Linked DNA regions of Zea mays: region 1 is linked to region 2. The links are chromatin contacts, called in public Hi-C maps. All regions are on one chromosome and are shown on one strand. The core of a region is the stretch at or near the end of the contact, and the rest is flanking DNA. Distances in the headings are between cores, read along the strand shown.

Evidence for each region. Hi-C and Micro-C count contacts between places; a contact is called where the count stands out from the background.
Region 1: a Hi-C map of endosperm shows a contact between it and region 2, with 1.7 times the contacts expected there. The contact joins the enhancer-like site here to the promoter of LOC100381559 in region 2. A contact is called at or near these places in 2 of 25 Hi-C or Micro-C datasets (ear and endosperm).

The regions. Positions count from the first base shown.
Region 1 is chr3:143,029,295-143,033,943 of Zm-B73-REFERENCE-NAM-5.0, forward strand. The region is part of intron 7 of LOC100274607 (beta-galactosidase 15); the gene reads left to right. Among protein-coding and RNA genes, the nearest start is that of LOC100274607, 14 kb to the left of the region's middle. Within about 2 kb of position 2,712, at least 1 of the 20 cell types and tissues checked has an H3K27ac peak or open chromatin away from gene starts, as enhancers often do. A contact at or near this core is called in endosperm, where this site is marked.
Region 2 is chr3:142,512,590-142,517,088 of Zm-B73-REFERENCE-NAM-5.0, forward strand. LOC100381559 (putative calcium-dependent protein kinase family protein) reads left to right here and starts at 1,251. Exons shown (of 7, transcript NM_001174384.1): 1 at 1,251-2,445; 2 at 3,500-3,643; 3 at 3,759-3,911; 4 at 4,011-4,126. The coding sequence starts at 1,836.

The DNA of each region.
Region 1 (4,649 bases), core at 1,462-3,961, 520 kb after region 2:
CATCATGGCGAACTAGGTGTGGAGATGCATGGTGAAGTGTTGCAGCTAGGGATGGCAATGTGTCCATTCCCCGGTTGGGAGTGCTCCCCCATCCCCGTCCCCGCAACGCTGGTGTTTCTCCGTTCCCTGTCCCCATCCTCGGGCATGGGGAAGGTTTTTCTCTGTCCCTTGTCATGGAGAAGGTTTTTCCCCGTCCCTATCCCCGTTCAGGTATACGGGGCCCCAATGGGGAAAAATCCCCACGAAATCCCCGCTTGGAGACTGAATCATTTCAGCAATATATTCAATTGCAAACATCTAAACATATTGATTTCTAAACATAACAACACCCAAAATTCATCACTAATTACAAATAACTAATACCATAGTCCAAAACATCCATAATATATCACTTATCACAATTAACCATAGTCCACAAATAACTAAATGCAAACTCACATGTCACAACTCACAAGTGACTAATGACCAGGAACTGTCGGCACTTGGCAGCCATGGTCCATGGAGGAACTCGCGTCACTGCAGCAACCATGAAGCAGGTAGCCAACACAGTCCCCATATTTGTAAACAAAGAGGGACGTGTTAGAGGCCGAAGCGATGAACCTGAGGCGGTGTATGTATGTGGCAAAGCACTGGTACCATGCTCGAGGAGCCTGCTTCAAACTATAGAGAGATTTATACAACACACAAACATGATTAGGAGCGGAGGGGGCGACGAAGCCAGACGACTGCTGAAAATAGACCATCTCCTTGAGATGGCAATGAAGGAACACATTCTTGATGTCTAGTTGATGGCTGCGTCAGGCCCGAGAGGTGGCAATGCTAAGGATGACACACATGGTGGCAGGTTTAACCACCAGACTGAAGGTCCCATCGTAACCAACGCCGTGCTGTTGTGAAAAGCCTTGGATCACCCAACGTGCCTTGTGGTGGGCAAGCATACCACTCTAGTGGAACTTGTGCTTGAAGATCCACGTGCCTGTAACCACATTGGCTCTAGGAGGCCGAGGGACGAGGTGCCATGTGTTGTTGTTGATGAGCGCTCGTTACTCATTAGTCATAGCAGCCCACCAATGTGGGTCGGTGGGCACGCTACGGTAGTTTGATGGCATCGGGGAGGTAGAAGAATTTGTAGCATTGAAGTTGTACACATGCAGCTTGAGGGGGCCTATCATGGACCTGGTGATGCACCGCAGAAGTGTCGGAGGCAGGGCGCCCTGTATGGGATGCCATGGAGGAGTAGGGGACGCTACGATGCTCGGCTTATAAGGGTTTCTTCACTGGCTCTGTTGTTTTTGAGCATTACAAAATGGTCTGGAAATCTTGGGCACCTCCTAAGTGTCGGTTCTTCCTTTGGCTGGTGGCTCATAATAGGTGCTGGACTGCAGACAGACTGGAAAAAAGAGGACTAAATCATCCTCCTAGATGCCCTCTTTGTGACCAAGAGCCTGAAACCATCGACCATCTTTTGGTTTCTTGTAGCTTTTCCAGATTATATTGGTACATCACTCTTCGGAAATTCGGGCTCCACATTCTTGCCCCTATCCAAGATGACACAAACTTCCTGCAGTGGTGGAAACGTATTGCTGATATTGTGTCAGGCATGACCAAGAAGGGGGTAAATTCACTTTTGATTCTGGGAGCCTGGATGATCTGGAAGTTCAGAAACGGAGTGGTGTTTGACGGGTCCCCCCCCAATATCACTACACTATTAGAGGCCACTGCTGAGGAAAGGGAGAAATGGATGGTTGCAGGAGCTAAGGGTCTTTCCTTTTTAGCTGCTCCCAGTACCAATGCCTGAGATAAGTTGTATCTTTTAGTTGTGTATGGATTGTTTCCTTTATGCTTGTTTCTGGCCTCCATAAGGAGGTCCTGTATTCGGGTCCTTTTCCGACCCTATTTCTTCTTACTTAATAAAATGAGGCGCAGTTCTCCTGCGTTTTTCGAGAAAAAATGGGGGCGACAAGTGAAGTAGTTGGGCGTCGAGCAGGCATCGACCCATGGATATTGGTTCGTTGAGGCCGGTGCACATAGACCGAACCGAACCAGCTAGTTGGCGGGACCGGTGCAACAGGTGGGGGCGACGTTTGTAGACATGCCCAATTGACTAGCAACACTGATGCAACAGTAGGTGCTGGCGCAGGGGCTGCTGCAGCATGTGTAGCACGAATGGTCCGAACAACAATGGTAGAGGAGGGATGGTGTTGGGCGGAGGCCGAACACGCCCTCGTTTTAAGATGACGAAGACCCTACTTTCCCATCGATTGTCTTTGTAGGTCCATCGGTGGAGGGACTCCAATTAAAGAGGCCTCCTATAGGGCGGGCCGACACATTGAGGGGCCGCGTCGAGCGGCGGCCGGGCGACCAAGACTTCGCTACGCCCCGGAAATGAGGCCCGTGTCACCCTTCGCCACGCTCCTGAAGCCGAGCCCTCGTTCACCCTTTATTTAGCCAGGCCGGTCGAAGGATAGCTGGCGCGAAGGCTTCGAGGATATCGGTGAAGGCTACATGTCGATCAGCCAGATATCGGTCCACCGGGCGACGCGCCCAGAGGCCCACATGTCAGCGTAGCGTGCGAGTGAGTAGTCTAGTACGATGTTGTAATTACTCCGTTACAAGAAATATCCCCTGGATATAGTTGGTGGTCGGGGGTAGTGTCGTACTTTGGACCACCTACCCCCGGGCCTATAAATACCCCCGTCCCGTAGCGGGATGGGACACGCATAACGAGAAGCTACAATTCCCACCAACCATCTTGTCGCTCTCTCGTGCTCTCCATCTGTCACCGAGTGTTTGCGGATGCTCAATGCCCATGGAGGACAGAGTGACCACGTTGGAGACGACGAGGGGAGCCGCAACATCATTAGTAACAAGAAAATAAAAAAGGCGATGAGGAAGAGACCACCATGAAGGGGAAGGTCTATTCGCCAAAGACGACATGGCGGGAGATGATGACATGACGAGTGGCAAGGTCGAGGCAACGATATTCTTCGTGAGATGAAGGATAGCTGATGAAGAAAGTCTTGGATCTAGAAGCAAGTTTATTAGGGGAAGTGGCAAAGATGTTAGAGAGCACGGGCAACCAAAAACTCTAAGATGTGTGAGGTTTGGTTGCGTGCGATGGGGAATCTCAAAGGGTATGTGATTGTGGATGGTGGAGGGGCACCTATTGAGGAGGTAGGTGGCGGTTGCTAGGCCTCGACCGAACTATGGGGCGGCATGGAGGCATGAAGGAGAAAGGTGCAGATGGAGTTAAGTGCGCAGAGTATGCGTTTAGCTTCGCCATTCTGAGCGATGGTGTAATGGCAGGATAATCGTAATAGGGTGCCATGAGAAGCAAGGAAGGAGTTGGTGGCATTGATGCATTTTACCAAATTCTCTACTATTATCAGCCTGAGAACACTTGATGGCCGAGTTGAACTGGGTACAAATGAACTGAAAGAAGTTAGTGATTAGCTATTGCACTTCAGACTTGTGTTGCATGGAAACGTCCAAGAAAAATGAGTAAAATCATCTAGAATGACAAGATAGTAAAGACAACCCGAAATACTAGGAACTGGAGAAGTCCATACTTCACAATGGAGGAGCTCGAAGGGATGGGAAGTGCATGAGTTCGAAATAGCAAAAGGTAACCACATACGTTCACTAGGTTGGCAGGAGCACTATTCGCCTAAATGGTTTTCTAGCTTGTTTAAACACCCATGCAAACGCTACACAGTGGTATGTCATTTTAGTTTAATCGGACGTTTACCCTGTTTAATTGGCTGTGTAACACTTTTAATGGTCTGTTTAGCCTGATTAATGGCTAAACGGTAGGTGATCGACTGTTCATTGTTTAACATTTAGGATAACTTTGGACATGAATGGCAAATAGAGCAATGTATTTTATTACAAGAGTTGACTCTGATATTCTGTAGGGTAGCTAAGGTAGCTGGTGCGGGGTGACCAAGACGCTGGTGCCACAACGGAGGGGACGATGAGGTGGGCATGAGCAACTACAGTGATAGGAAAGGTGTAGAGATCGTCATCACTAGCATAGCGAAGCATCTCACGTTGGTCTGAAGATCCTTAACAGAGAAACCAAAGGGATCATAGAAACCAAAGGGGTCAAATTCAATGGAGCAAAGGTTTTCGCGAGTAAACTGACGAACAAACAACAGATTATGAACGAGAGAGGGGATGTCAAGAACATTGCCACGATGAAAAGTAGAGGATGAAGTTGGAAGAAGGGAGTGGCCCTTGGCAAGAATAGGAAGGGAGTTGCCATTGCTAACAATAATGGAAGAGTGGGAGGGAGAAAAGCGAGGGAGGACTACCATCCGATGATTACATGTGGGAGGTGGCGCCAGTGTTGAGGACCTAGGGGCTGTTGCAGGGCAGCCTCTAGACCAGATGGGTCTTGGCTAGGGGAGGGCGCTTGCTGCTGCCGCCTACGGGCATGCTGACTAGCCCCCACCTTTATGTGGTCGGAGATGCCTGGGACCAAGCAAATGCGGCGTTGGCTTGGCGAAAAGGCTTGAGAGACATGCAGAATGTGGGCGCACCATTGGTCTACGACGGATTGGTCGCCGAGATGGTGATGGATGAAATGATGCAGTCCGACGACCAAGGCTGGAGAGGAGTGCTGACGGGTGTGTGTGTGTGGGGTGGGG
Region 2 (4,499 bases), core at 1-2,500:
CTTATGTTCTTACCTTTATTTTAAAGCCTAGTTGTCATTTTTCTACCGGCGTATCAAAACGGAGAGGTTGCACTTGTTCTGCTTAAAAACTACTCCTACCTTGTATATGTAAATTTGCCCTACTTGTTTTTAGTTCTATATGATTTTAATAACATCTATTTTACACATTTGGACAAACAAAAGAGCTCCTTCAGCGTCTAGGGATTGACATTGGACGGGAGTTGACTCGAGATGAAATCAATTTACAATTATTTCAAATATAAGCAAACTTTAACAAGTTACACATGCTTAGGGGGTGTTTGGTTTCTAGGGACTAATGTTTAGTCCCTAGATTTTATTCCATTTTAGTTCCAAAATTACCAAATATAGAAACTAAAACTTTATTTTAGTTTCTATATTTAGCGATTTATACACTAAAAAAGAATAAAATGAAGGGACTAAACATTAGTCCCTAGAAACCAAACACCCCCTTAATTAACCATCGATGCAAATTAGGAGAGTTAGAATAAAACCAGGGGTTAGTATAATATTTTATTTTTTAACAACTTATTTGCTTTTACCTAACTCAACTGAGTGTGAAACTGGTGAAAACAGTGGCTACAAATTTAAAAAATTCAAGGTAAAATCACAAAAAATACAAGAGTAAAATCAGAATTAGTATTAAAGCAGGGGTAAGAACATTAATGTCCTAATTAAACTAGTGAGGTAGATAATACCTTCGTATTTGGAAAGACTTTTAGACCGAAAGGATAATAAAAAACCTACAAAACCATAATATCTTGTTTGGATGTAGATATTAGTGTACGGAATTTGGAATTAGAATCCACTTTCCAGAATTCTATTGTTTGGTTACATATGAAATTGAGATTTGGAATCGAAGATCTAATTCTCTGGAATTGGACTATAATTAAAACTCTCTCTCCCAATGCAGAGAGCATCACTCCATTGCGTGGAATTGAACCACACAATTCCAAATTACAATTCAGTGATATTCAAATAATAGAATTAAAATTACATCTCATTTTAATATCATGACTGATTTAATATTGAATCCAATTCAATTCTATATCTTCTAATATTGACATCCAAAAGTAGGAGTGTATAACTGTATATATTTGATTAAACAGATCCAGTAAGTGAGTGGCAAGAGATACTTGGATAATAAAGGGAGGAAAACAAATTAAATTATAATAAAACAACTAGAAAGGGAAGTTTCCGACCACGTCGTCTTCCTCCTGTCTCCCCCTCTCCTCCGCCACTAACCAAGGAGGCGAAGACGATAACCACCGACGTGCCTTCCTCCCCACATGCCCTAGCGATCCGTTCTCATTTGCAGACCCAATCCAAGCCCAGAGCAATCACCAAGCCTGGCAGATTAGATTTCCACCCTCACATGGAGGAAAAATCCAACCTTCGCATGTGACCTCTATTTAAATCCCCGCAAGAATCGATCAATCAATCCAAAAGGGTGCAGGAAAACAGAGCAATCCCGTTGCTTAGCGTGTTCGCCTTGCCGTTGGCGTCTCTTCTCCGTTCCTCGGCACGCGTAGGCCCATAAACCTCCGCTAAAGCTCCTTTGTCGCGCCCATTTCGTCAGCCATTTCCCAGATTCCCCATAGGCGAGGGTTCCCGGGCTGAGATCCAATCTTTTCAGTTGTTCGGTTTCAATCGGTGTAAATTCCTCCAGAAAGAAACCTAGAATCGCCCCCCCATAGTTGGAAAAGGTTTCCATTTCTGACCGGTTGTCGAGCCTGGCTACGTTTTGCCGAGCAAAGGCAGGGCGTCCGTTCGGTTACGGTTCTTGATCCGGCGAGGGACCGCCGCTGCCGAAGGCAATGCAGCCGGACCCGCAAGGCCCGGGCAGGGGGAAGGCGGGCGGCGCCAATGCGCACCCGCGGCTGCCGCCGCCGGTGACGGCGGGGTCGGCTGGGCGGCCGGCGTCGGTGCTGCCGCACAAGACGGACAACGTGCGCGACCACTACCGCATCGGGAAGAAGCTGGGGCAGGGGCAGTTCGGCACCACGTACCAGTGCGTGGGCAAGGCGGACGGCGGCGAGTACGCGTGCAAGTCCATCCCCAAGCGCAAGCTGCTGTGCCGCGAGGACTACGAGGACGTGTGGCGCGAGATCCAGATCATGCACCACCTCTCCGAGCACCCCAACGTCGTCCGCATCCGCGGCGCGTACGAGGACGCGCTCTTCGTCCACCTCGTCATGGAGCTCTGCGCCGGCGGCGAGCTCTTCGACCGCATCGTCGCCAAGGGCCACTACACCGAGCGCGCCGCCGCGCAGCTCATCAAGACGATTGTCGGGGTGGTGCAGGGGTGCCACTCGCTTGGCGTCATGCACCGGGACCTGAAACCGGAGAACTTCCTCTTCGCGAGCACCCCTGAGGATGCCCCGCTCAAGGCCACTGATTTTGGGCTTTCCGTGTTCTACAAGCCCGGTGCGTATATATGCAATGCTATTTGGTCTGAAATTTTGTGCCTCCAACAGCTTCCCAATATCATCTCTTATCCCCATAAACGTGTGGAGATGCATTGCTCCATCTCCCAATATTTGTCATTTCATTCTTTATATCCCCAGTAGCACTCTATTATTTTTGGTGTTACCAAAAAATCTTTCATCTTCTGCATCTCCACTAAGGCCCTAATATCATCATATACACCACGGTAACTGTCACGGTGAGGTGGCCGTCCTAGAGGAAGATCACTGATGGTCACTGTCAGACCTTGGTGTTGTCGAGCTCGCTAGGCATGGACATGGTCAAGATCCTAGCGCAAGGGGACCAGAGGTGGATGAAGAGGCAGTTGCCCTCGGGGGCGTGCACAGAACCAGTGACTTGGGCACGGTGGGTGGCCGAGGAAGAGGACACCCACGCTTATCACGGTTAGAGGAAAAGAAAGAAAAGAAGGAAATAAATTAAAAAGTTCCAATCTGAGTATCTGACACGAAGGTCCTATACATTGGGCGAGATTATTGGTGATCTGCTATGTATCTCCCCCAATAATTCTAAAAGGCATCATTGGTGACCACCAATACCACCTGATTGGGGATGAAATATAAGTGAACTGCTGGAGATGCTCTAATGTTGGTATTTGGTCCCACTTGCTCTAGTGATGTGGGCAAATGGCTAGCATTGAGTTTGGTAGGGAGTACTGCTCTTATTAGTTGTTTTTGGTACATCAGCTAGCCTATTAAGTATTGATGTCATTTGCATAGCATCTCATGTCACTAGCAGGAAAAAAATCCATCACAGACGTCAAAATTACAATAACATATAATACTTAGTACTTGTTATTAATGACAAGCCTTCCAAGGTTGATGGCAAGGACCTTCTTTTCTTGTACAAATCTAATGTAATTTGTGATAAATGTCAGCTGTTATTAACATAGTGCATAGTGATTAATGAAGTCTTCAGTTGATTTGATGCTGTCTTCTGCTTTTGCTTAAGTGATTAATAGAACACACACTGAAAGCTATCCCATTCCATTCTCCAGGTGATAAATTTTCTGACGTTGTTGGGAGCCCCTATTATGTTGCCCCTGAGGTGCTTCAAAAATGTTATGGCCCAGAATCTGATGTATGGAGTGCTGGAGTGATTTTGTACATTTTGCTATGTGGTGTACCCCCATTTTGGGCAGGTAAACTGTTTGTTACTTCAACCATTGAACCACTAGATTGAGATCCATTTGTGTTTACCGATATTGGCATGTTTACATGTGATTTTTTTTTTCCATATTTCACCCCTCCCTTCAGAGAGTGAAGCAGGGATCTTCAGGCAGATTTTGCGAGGCAAACTTGATTTGGAATCTGAACCATGGCCAAGTATCTCTGATAGTGCTAAGGATTTAGTCCGTAAGATGCTTATCCGCGATCCTACAAAGAGGTTCACTGCTCATGAGGTTTTATGTAAGTTTTCTGCCTTTATGCCTTCTCTCCCTCTCTATCTGAGATTGCATATGCATGCTTGTGCTCCTGTGCGATTTTTATTAATATTGATCATGCCAGGTCATCCATGGATTGTTGATGATGCTGTCGCACCTGATAAGCCTATTGATTCTGCTGTTTTGTCAAGGCTGAAAAACTTTTCTGCAATGAACAAGCTCAAGAAGATGGCATTGAGGGTAAGATCTCTTTATCCCATTGTTGTATGTGATTATGTTGCAAACAAAATTCAGAACTTTGTTTAGTGGCGATGTTAGGTTCATCCTTTCATGCTTTATTTCTATTATAACACCCCCCTTCAACCTACTACTAGTTTTGTGCACTGAGTTAACTTCGTATCTTTCCCTTCCTCTTTCTCCTTGTTTTCCATGTTAACTAGATTTTTTTGTTGATTTACCTTCAAATATATATTACTCTCTCCTGCGCATTCGAGAGAAAAAAATATATTACTCTCCTTTATTTTTGAGGACGGCCAATTTATAAACATCTGCTTAAAACCCAAAACTTTTGAAGCCAGACCATTTAACCCGCTATTGTTGTTGTTTATGGCGG